Regions from separate parts of the Sus scrofa genome. Here regions 2 and 3 are each linked to region 1. A link is a contact called in public HiChIP or PLAC-seq data. All regions are on one chromosome and are shown on one strand. Each heading gives the region's core, a stretch centred on a gene start, on an enhancer-like site or on the middle of the called end of the contact. The rest is flanking DNA. Distances are from core to core; before and after follow the strand shown.

Region 1 (2,783 bases), core at 15-2,514:
CCCCGCCCCAGCGCGTGCGCCCTTCCTCCTTCCGTTAGAGCCCCCTCCCCAGCACATTTTCGGCGGCTAGCCCCTCGCCTGGCCCAGCTGACAGGCATGTGCACACCCCTCTCGGACTCCTCACCGATGGGACTCCCATCCTCCTCATCTCCAGTCTCTTCCCGCTCTGTCAGTGGGGGCTGCTGATGCGGAGGCTGCTGCTGCTGAGTCTGCTTCTTTCGTTTCGGCATCGTGGTTGCGGCAATGGCTGCAGCGGGATTTGGAGAGCAGTGAGGAAGGGGCACGCTGGAATTCTGTTTCCGCTTCCGGGGGGGCAGTGGACAGTGAAGGCTGGGGCTCCCGCCATTTCACTTCCGGAAGGCTCTGGGGACCCTTTGTGCGGCTCGTCTCACATCAGCAGGCTCCCTCGGCCTTAGCCAGGCGTGGCAGCAATCCCAAACCATTCCTTTATCGCATTTCTATGAACGCTTGAAAAAGTCGCTCGCTTCCCCCCGGCTGGGAAAAAAACACAACCGGCTCCTCACAGTGTGTCATAGAGTCGGCGGGCTCTCGGGGCAGAAAGCCTGACAGAGGGGCTGTCGCACCCTAAGATCGCCACATCCGGTCCCCGGTTTCTATGGTAACAGCTGCAGGCACAACTTCGTGCCCTGTGACCTCCCTCCAAACATCCTTGTCCCACCTGGATTTCCCTCCTCGGCCGCACTTGCACTTATGATCTGTAAATCTGCTCCTTATCACCGTTCCCACAAGGAATCTGGGTGCCAGCAGGGCAGTGCCTAGGGCTCTCCAAACCGCCATCCGCCCCTCAAGACCTCTGACCCTGTCCTAGTGTAGCCCAGTCATTTGGCTTCCTTCCCGGGACGCGTGGTCGCGGCTTTCCTCCAAGATCCAGCCGGAGGGTTGGTAAAGTAGATTCTGCGCGTCCCTTTCTCCCCCGGGTGGTAAGACCCGCCCTCCGCTCCACTGCCCCCACCAGGTGAGTGGTAGCTTCTCCCCCGCGCGCAAGGTAGTGATGACACGCGTCCCCCCTCCTCCGAGCGCTAGTTGGTAGCGTCCGTGACGAAGTTAGACCGATCCTCCCACGCGCGCCTCCTTTCTCGCGGCTGCTGAGCCCTGTCCGTGCCACTGGCTCTTACATGCTGGTAGCCCACCTCTCATCATTCTCTTGCCTCGCTCCCAGTGGAAAGTGACTGTATTTTCCCCTGGTCGTCTTCCACCCCGGCCGCGGGGGCGCATCGGCCAGGCCCGCCCGCTGACGTCACCTTCCAGCCCCGCCCCCTCCAGGGTCCCGGGCCCCTGCGACCGGGGCTGCCCCGGGGGGAGTCAGTTGAAGCGGCTGGAGCTCGGCGGAGGGCGGGCCAGGTGACTGGTCCGGGCCATGCCGAGGAAGAAGCCTTTCAGCGTGAAGCAGAAGAAGAAGCAGTTGCAGGACAAGCGGGAGCGGAAGCGAGGTCAGTGCGGGAGCCAGAAGAGGGGGCGGGGCTCGGACTCCCGCACATCTGGAGGGAGGGGTGTGCCCACCTCACCTCTGGGAGGCGTGGGAAGGGGTGGCGGCAGCGCGCCGACGCGCGTGGGCGACCGCAGAGGGGATTCCCTCACCCCAGCCCCCCTACATCTGGAAGGGGTGGGGAAGGATGGAGAGTTGGGGGAGGGGAATCCCTCCAGCTCCTACGGGGCGCCATCCCCACAGATCCCTGGAGGAGTGCCTCCCCCCACGCACATCCGGGAGGGTCCTGGGCAGAGTAGGTGGGAGGATCTGGCTTCAAAAGAATCAGGGTGGTGTGAGGAGGAGCCAGGCCAACCGTGGGGGGGGGGTCTTATGGCCCCTGAGAGCTGGCCAGCACTGGCGTCACCAGCTCCTCCCCGCAGGGCTTCAAGATGGGCTGCGATCCAGTTCCAACAGCCGCAGCGGGAGCCGGGAGCGGCGGGAGGAGCAGACTGACACCTCGGACGGGGAATCTGTGACCCATCACATCCGCAGGCTCAACCAGCAGCCTTCCCAGGGGCTGGGCCCGCGTGGCTATGACCCAAATCGGTGAGAGTGGGCGGGGGTCTCTGGCCTGGGCTTCCCCGCCTACCCGGAAGTCAGAGCGCTAGGGGAAAGCAGGCTGCTGCTGGTGGAGGCTTGAAACTGGAGATGGTGGGGCTGGGATGCGACGGTTTTCCGCGGGGCCTCTGGGTCACCAGAGCGGGCCACGATCTTCTGGACTGGAGGGGCTGGGGAGAGTTTGGCCTTCAGAAGGGCGAGACTTGGAGGAAGGCCTACTGCTGTGTGAAAAAGATTTGGGGGAGGGCCCATTCAGAGGAGTGACTTGAACTCTGGAGAGGAAGCTTTGCGAAGTTGTCTGCCCAAGAGGGTAGTTTGTGACCAAGGATTGGCGATGGATGTGGTGGTCCCTGTCCTGTTAGGTATCGGCTGCATTTTGAGCGAGACAGCCGAGAGGAGGTGGAGAGGAGAAAGAGAGCGGCCCGGGAGCAAGTGCTGCAGCCCGTGAGTGCTGAGCTGCTGGAGCTGGACATCCAGGAAGTCTATCAGCCTGGGTCTGGTGAGTGAGCTCAGCGCTGGGAGCTTAGGTCAGGCAGTGGGCTGGGGAAAGGAGTTTAGAAGAGTAAGAGCTGACTGGGAGGAAGAATGGGAGGGCCTGGGATGCACCCTAGGTTCTAAAACTATTCTCAGACTTATTTGGACTTTTTCTTGATTTCTCAGTTCTGGACTTTCCCCGACGTCCTCCTTGGAACTATGAAATGTCCAAGGAGCAACTGATGAGCCAGGAGGAACGGAG
Region 2 (2,833 bases), core at 325-2,824, 140 kb before region 1:
TTACATTCCCGACACTCCCGTAGTGGGCTCTCCCCTAGGGTCCAGCATTCCTTCCGCCTGCCACACCCTTCCCCGAGACAGTGGCACCCCCGGGAAGGGTGCAGCTTTCACTGATTGTGAGATGTGTGGCTGGAAGGGCCCGGCGATCGCGGGCGCCAGGGTTAGTAGATGGAGGCAATCAACCAGCTCCGGAAAGCGCAACCTCTCCCCGCCCCTCACACTGGGCACAAAGAGCCCGGGGCGGGAGCCAATGCAGAAGGCGACCACCCCCGCCCTGCACGTGACGGCAGCGCACGCGCAGGTTAAGCCGCCGACAAAGGGAGGCGCAGCGCTTGGGCGGGGGCGAACCGCAAATCCTGAGCGCTAGGGGCGGGGCTTGGGCGGGACTAGTGCGCCCCCCGCCGGCCAGCCAGGCTGTATTGTCCCCGCGCGCTAGGGGCGCCCGGGTCCCGCCCTTCTGCTACAACGTTGCAGCCGCACTTCCTCCCCGCCCCTCCCCCGCTACACTGTAACCGCGCGCAAAGAGGAAAAAACCCCTCCCCCTCTTGGCCTCGGAATTTTATTTCTACCCTTTTTTTCTCCTTTGCTTTGAGGATTTTCTTTTGTCCTACTCTTTAGTTCTAAGGGACCCTTTAAAGAAAGGACACCGTCTTTCCCATTTTTCTGTTCACGCCCTAAAAGGGTCTCCGTTAGGGTAAATGAAAGGAACTAAAGTTAATCCAGCACGTATTAGCCTTCCAGCACGAAAAATTGAGCGATCACCCCTTGGGGATTGCAGGCGCGCGGAGACCCCTGAGCTTTTGCAAAGGATATCGAGTACTGCAGCCCACTCTGGTGCATCGCGTTCCCCCACCTCTGGATCCGACCTATCTGCGGCTGCCCGCCAGCCTCGCCCCTTCCCCCTTCAGCTTAGCCCTACAAAGCCCCGCCAAGGGGAATGCACATGGGGAAAACCTCGCCTCGCTTTGTCTCCGGCCGTTTCCGCATCTCCCTCGAGCTCCCCAAGTCCTCGGACCGTTAGGAGATCCCCTTTTAAGTAAAATTTTACAGAAGCTCGGTTTTCCCGCCTCCTAAACCTACAGGGTGCTTTTAACAGCTTCCCCAAAATGAACCCGCCGAGTAAAGAATTCCCCATTTTTCAAAAGCAGACCCTAACTACAAACGCGTATTTTATACATATAAAACTTTTGGGGGGCAAGGCTTGACTACGGATGGAGAATGCAAATGTTCCACAACCATTCTTTTTAATTTACCTGGGTTTTTTTTTCTTTCTCACTAAGAAATATAGTTTAAAGAGGTTAAACAAAAAAATCTTACCTTGGCACCGATCTGGTTGCCACACTGACCGGCCTGGATATGCACGATTTCCCTCATTGTTAAAATTTATTCTAATCTTTTTGCTCGCCTCAAGGTGTGTACGGGGCAAGAAAATGATAAGTAATTTTGTTTTTCTCTGCTCCCGGTCGCAGGCTGGAAGGATGGGACGGGCCCCGGAGGCTGGAGCAGCGAGGTCCGAACACGGCGGCAGGAAGGTTCTGAGAGGGAGAAAGGAGAGGGGAGGGCGCGGGAGGAAAGGCGGGCAGGGCGGGGCGCGCGTGCGCGGGGGCCGGGAGGCGGGAGAACTCGCCCCGCGCCACCGTGAGGAGACAAAGCCTCTTAGAGTCTGGTCCTGATTAGTTCGTGCCTGTCATGTATCAGACGTCCATTGGTCCCTGCTCAGGTGGACGAGCGCAGTCCTCCCTGGGAGTTGTAGTCCTCTATTGTTGTCCACGCTGCAATATGAAAGGACGAATGGGTGGGTACTGGGTTTGGGGGTTTGGTTTGGTTTGGTTTTTGTGAAAAGTAACCTTGCGCAAGGGTTTTTTCCCGCTATGCCTGACTTTTTTGGAACAAAAAGAGAGTAGTTTTCGGGGATACAGGAATTGGGAACCCTGGGGTGCCAGACATTGGGAGGTGGAGGGGCACGCCCTGAAAGCTCCACGCTGCAGTAGCTCTTGGGAACACTGGACTGCTTAGCTCAGCGAAAACTGGGGAGAAATGCGGCACCCTGCACTACTATCTAACAGCTGGTCCTTCGGTGACCTAAAGCATGAACTCCACTAAGCCGCTCCTTCTCCAGATACTTCAGGAAGAAGGAAGGGATTGTCCTCTTGCTATTTCCTTGGGAGTTTTTTAATGATGATATTGAAAGAGAAACAAAATTGTATCAAGGGCCTTGCGGGATAGAGGAGTAATTGTGTAGAGGATGTGTTCAAGAATAAGTTGGTTTAGAGAAACGGATATGCCAGAACTCTCCGTCCATGGTGGGGGGTGAGAGAGATCTGGGCCTTCGAGCAGCGTTTAACCCTTTGCCTTCTTGTGAAGCCGAAAACTGTGGGGTGAGATCCTTGATAGAATTTCATTGTCTTCCAGCCTACCTCCCTAGACACTTCGAAGTCGCTGTTTTTTTCACTTCATTGATTTCACTGACTGGGAGGCTGACCATTTGAAACCTTCCAGGATCTTCAGAATTGAAATAAAAGGAGCGGGGGGGCGGGGGTCATGGGGAAAAAAACTGGATGTGCTCAAGTCTGAGTGGTATTCTTCTCAGTGGTATTCTTCAATTCTTCACTTGATAGATACTAAGTGTCCACCAAATCAGGAACTAGGGATACAAAAATGATTAAAAATTAGCTCCTTGTCTTCCAGGATCTTGCAATTTGGTGAAAAGTGTATGAACAATAGAGTGCAGTAAGCACTGTAATAAAGGACTTGTGATATCAAGATCATCACTGTTAATTCACATTGGATTCAACACAAATTTCTCAGGCATCTTCTAAATAAAAGAACATCA
Region 3 (2,866 bases), core at 326-2,825, 150 kb before region 1:
CCCTGCCTTCCCTAATTAGTAATTCTCTGAATCTGCCCTTTGGAACCCAGGGAAGGTCTAGGAGGCTGAAGCCTTTTCCCTACAAACAGGAAACAGGGGACATGGGAAGGCTTTTGTACCCAGGAGAGCCCCACAGGGTCCTGCTCAGTTTTACCACTATTCCTTTACTGGAAACTCACCATGAGATTGTTTTTCTTATGATTCCCCAAACACATCCTGTACTTTTCCGCTCAAGGCCTTTGCTGATTCCATTCTCTTTCTCAGTCATCTTCCACATCTGACTCTGTGGTATCCCCCCCACTGTTCAAGGTCCTTTCAAATGCCATTATTCCCTGAAGCCTCGCCTGATTGATTAGACAGACATGAACAGTAGTTCTCCTGGCATCTGGCATGCCCGGCTCCCCAGCACACATGAGGAAACTCCCCTTGGTACTCAACAGTACCATTTAACAGGAAGCCTGGCTCCATGAATGCTCAAAAGATGTTATATTCTGTGTCCGTGAACAGCTATTTCTAAGGCAGTTAAAGAAAATGTGTCAGTTCTCGAGTTATTGTCATTACCACATTTGCAAAATGTCTCGCAGTTTAAATGTTCCTCACATAAACTTAAATCCGGGTGGCTACTAACTTCTTGCCTTTGTATTTTGTGTCCTCTGCTCCAGCCATGTATGAACATTTGTGCACATTGCTGGGTTGCCCCTGTGTGGTGTCTGCACCTTTGTTCTGTGTATGCGTGTGTGTGTTGTGTGTATATTGAAGGGTAGCAGAATATGTCACCCCAAAATGTGCCTCTTTGGAGCATGCGGATTATTTTGAGCAGAAGGCAATCAAGATCAACAGACTCTGGAAAAGCTTTTTACCTCTCCCTTAACTGCCTAAATAACTTAAGTAGGGGGCCTGACCCAGGGAGAGATAGCTTTCATCTGCAAGATTTACCTGCTTGGCAGGGCAAACATCTAATTAGCAAACATCCTCCTGTGAATTACCTACCTCCCCTTCAAGCCCCAGGTCCCTATCTCATTCCTTAGCTCTGGATGGTTTATAAACCTCAACTGAATGACTGCCTTTGAATCTCAAGTCTTCATGGGCTCCTGTAAGCATGCAATTAAATTTGTTTTCTCTTGTTAATCTATCCTATGTCAATTTAATTATTAGACCAGCCAAAGGAGAAATTTTTCTGCCTCTGCAGTGTGGTGTGTGTGTGCCAGTGTATTGGTTTCCCTTAGGCTTTTTGGCTATTTCTGTAGTGACTTGCCTCTTAATCCCCACAGACGTGTGAATGTGCATGTGTAACTGTGGTTCTTTTGTTGGGTCAATATTGTAGCAGAATGGCCAGACTTCCTTATTTAAGCCTTCCTGCCTCCCCAGAGATGGGGCTTGTGGCTGAACCATCTCAAACAGTCTGTGGGCACCTCTCCAGCTGCTACATGTCCCCACATGTGTCCACAGCCCGGGATTTCACCCGCCTCCACTCACAACTCACAACACACACTTGAGGCCTTCCTTGACCCTGGCCAACTCTCCACCCCCTCCCTTTGCTTAACCGTCGGAATTTCCAGCCGCCCGGCCAACCGCTCTCAGCCGCGGGTGGAGTTGAGTAAGGGCCCGCCCATGCTCGAGTACATAACTGGCGCGGCGGGGCTGTGGGGCCAGTCGTCCTTCTGTTCAGCTCGGCGCACAATGTGTCACTCTCGCAGCTCTCTCCCTACCATGACCATCCTGCGGGCCCCGACCCCGGCCCCCTCCACCAGCCCGGTGCCCCGGCGAGGCTCTGGTCCCGAGATATTCACCTTCGATCCTCTCCCGGAGCCCGCGGTGGCCCCCGCCGCGCGCCCCAGCGCCTCCCGCGGGCTCCGAAAGCGCAGCCGTCGGGTCCTCTACCCACGAGTGGTGAGTGTCGGCGAAGCGGACAGCCCGGGGGAAGAGCAGGGTAAACCACTGGATGCCGGGGCCCTGACCTAACCCCCTTTTGTCATCTCCCCTCAGGTCCGGCGCCAGCTGCCAGTCGAGGATCCGAACCCTGCCAAAAAGCTACTCTTTCTCCTGCTTACCATCGTCTTCTGTCAGATCCTGATGGCTGAAGAGGGTGTGTCGGCACCCCTGGCCCCTGAAGACACCCCCAGCGCCCCATCCCCCGCGCCCACCGCTGCGCCCCCAGTTCTTGAGCCCTTAATCTGACCTCGGAGCCCTCGGACTACGCTTTGGACCTCAGCACTTTTCTCCAGCAACACCCAGCCGCTTTCTAACCCTGACTGCCCACACCCCCAAAAGAATCTGAAAACACAAGGAAACACCGGGTGTACCTGGTGCGCAAGAGCGTATCCCAAACTGGGACTCCTGAGGCAACTCACACTCAGAACACTACAGCGGAGACGCCCGCCCTGGGAGCCTGGGAGAGACAGGCACCGACACGCTGGGGCTGGGCCGGATGGGGAGGAAGACTGTTGTTAATTTATTTCTCATTGCTCCTAATAATATTTATATGTATTTATGTATGTCCCCCTAGGTGATGGAGGGGGGCACCTAATATTTATTTTAACTTATGCTGCGGAGCGAGATGTGCTCCCTGCTGCAAGTGCAGATCTCTGGGTATTTATTGAGTTCTGTGGGATTGGTGGAGGCAAGCACCAGAACTGAGGGAGGGTGGGAGAGGGATGGAGAAAACTCGGGTCCGGGCTGGGAATCGAAGACGGTGGTGGGTCCTAGGTTTAGCGGGTGACACTTTAGGTCCTCCAGCATCTGAACTCTCGGCTCTACTATGTGAGGCTTCGGGGGACCGTGGAAATATTGTCCTTGGCCTTCGATCTCCTTGAAGTTGCCCCCAAGGGGTGGCTGCGGGGGTGAGTGGGCTGTCAGAGGGCGGCTG

The links. HiChIP or PLAC-seq counts read pairs in DNA pulled down with a chosen protein or histone mark.
Region 2: an H3K27ac HiChIP or PLAC-seq map of alveolar macrophages shows a contact between it and region 1. The contact joins the promoter of TUBB here to the promoter of PRR3 in region 1. A contact is called at or near these places in 1 of 5 promoter capture datasets (liver), 5 of 47 Hi-C or Micro-C datasets (liver, mesenteric adipose tissue, retroperitoneal adipose tissue and 1 more) and 1 of 2 datasets of contacts at active chromatin or transcription factors (alveolar macrophages).
Region 3: an H3K27ac HiChIP or PLAC-seq map of alveolar macrophages shows a contact between it and region 1. The contact joins the promoter of IER3 here to the promoter of PRR3 in region 1. A contact is called at or near these places in 3 of 47 Hi-C or Micro-C datasets (liver, retroperitoneal adipose tissue and skeletal muscle) and 1 of 2 datasets of contacts at active chromatin or transcription factors (alveolar macrophages).

The regions. Positions count from the first base shown.
Region 1 is chr7:23,111,010-23,113,792 of Sscrofa11.1, reverse strand. PRR3 (proline-rich protein 3) reads right to left here and starts at 1,264. Exons shown (of 5, transcript XR_002345608.1): 1 at 125-1,264. GNL1 (G protein nucleolar 1 (putative)) reads left to right here and starts at 1,379. Exons shown (of 12, transcript NM_001128478.1): 1 at 1,379-1,451; 2 at 1,870-2,035; 3 at 2,410-2,546; 4 at 2,708-2,783. The coding sequence starts at 1,379.
Region 2 is chr7:23,246,568-23,249,400 of Sscrofa11.1, reverse strand. It overlaps TUBB (tubulin beta class I), which reads right to left and starts at 1,574. Exons shown (of 4, transcript NM_001044612.1): 1 at 1,318-1,574. The coding sequence starts at 1,374. It also overlaps a transcript of MDC1 not described here.
Region 3 is chr7:23,265,614-23,268,479 of Sscrofa11.1, reverse strand. It overlaps IER3 (radiation-inducible immediate-early gene IEX-1), which reads left to right and starts at 1,575. Exons shown (of 2, transcript XM_001927551.4): 1 at 1,575-1,890; 2 at 1,987-2,866. The coding sequence starts at 1,612. The coding sequence ends at 2,178.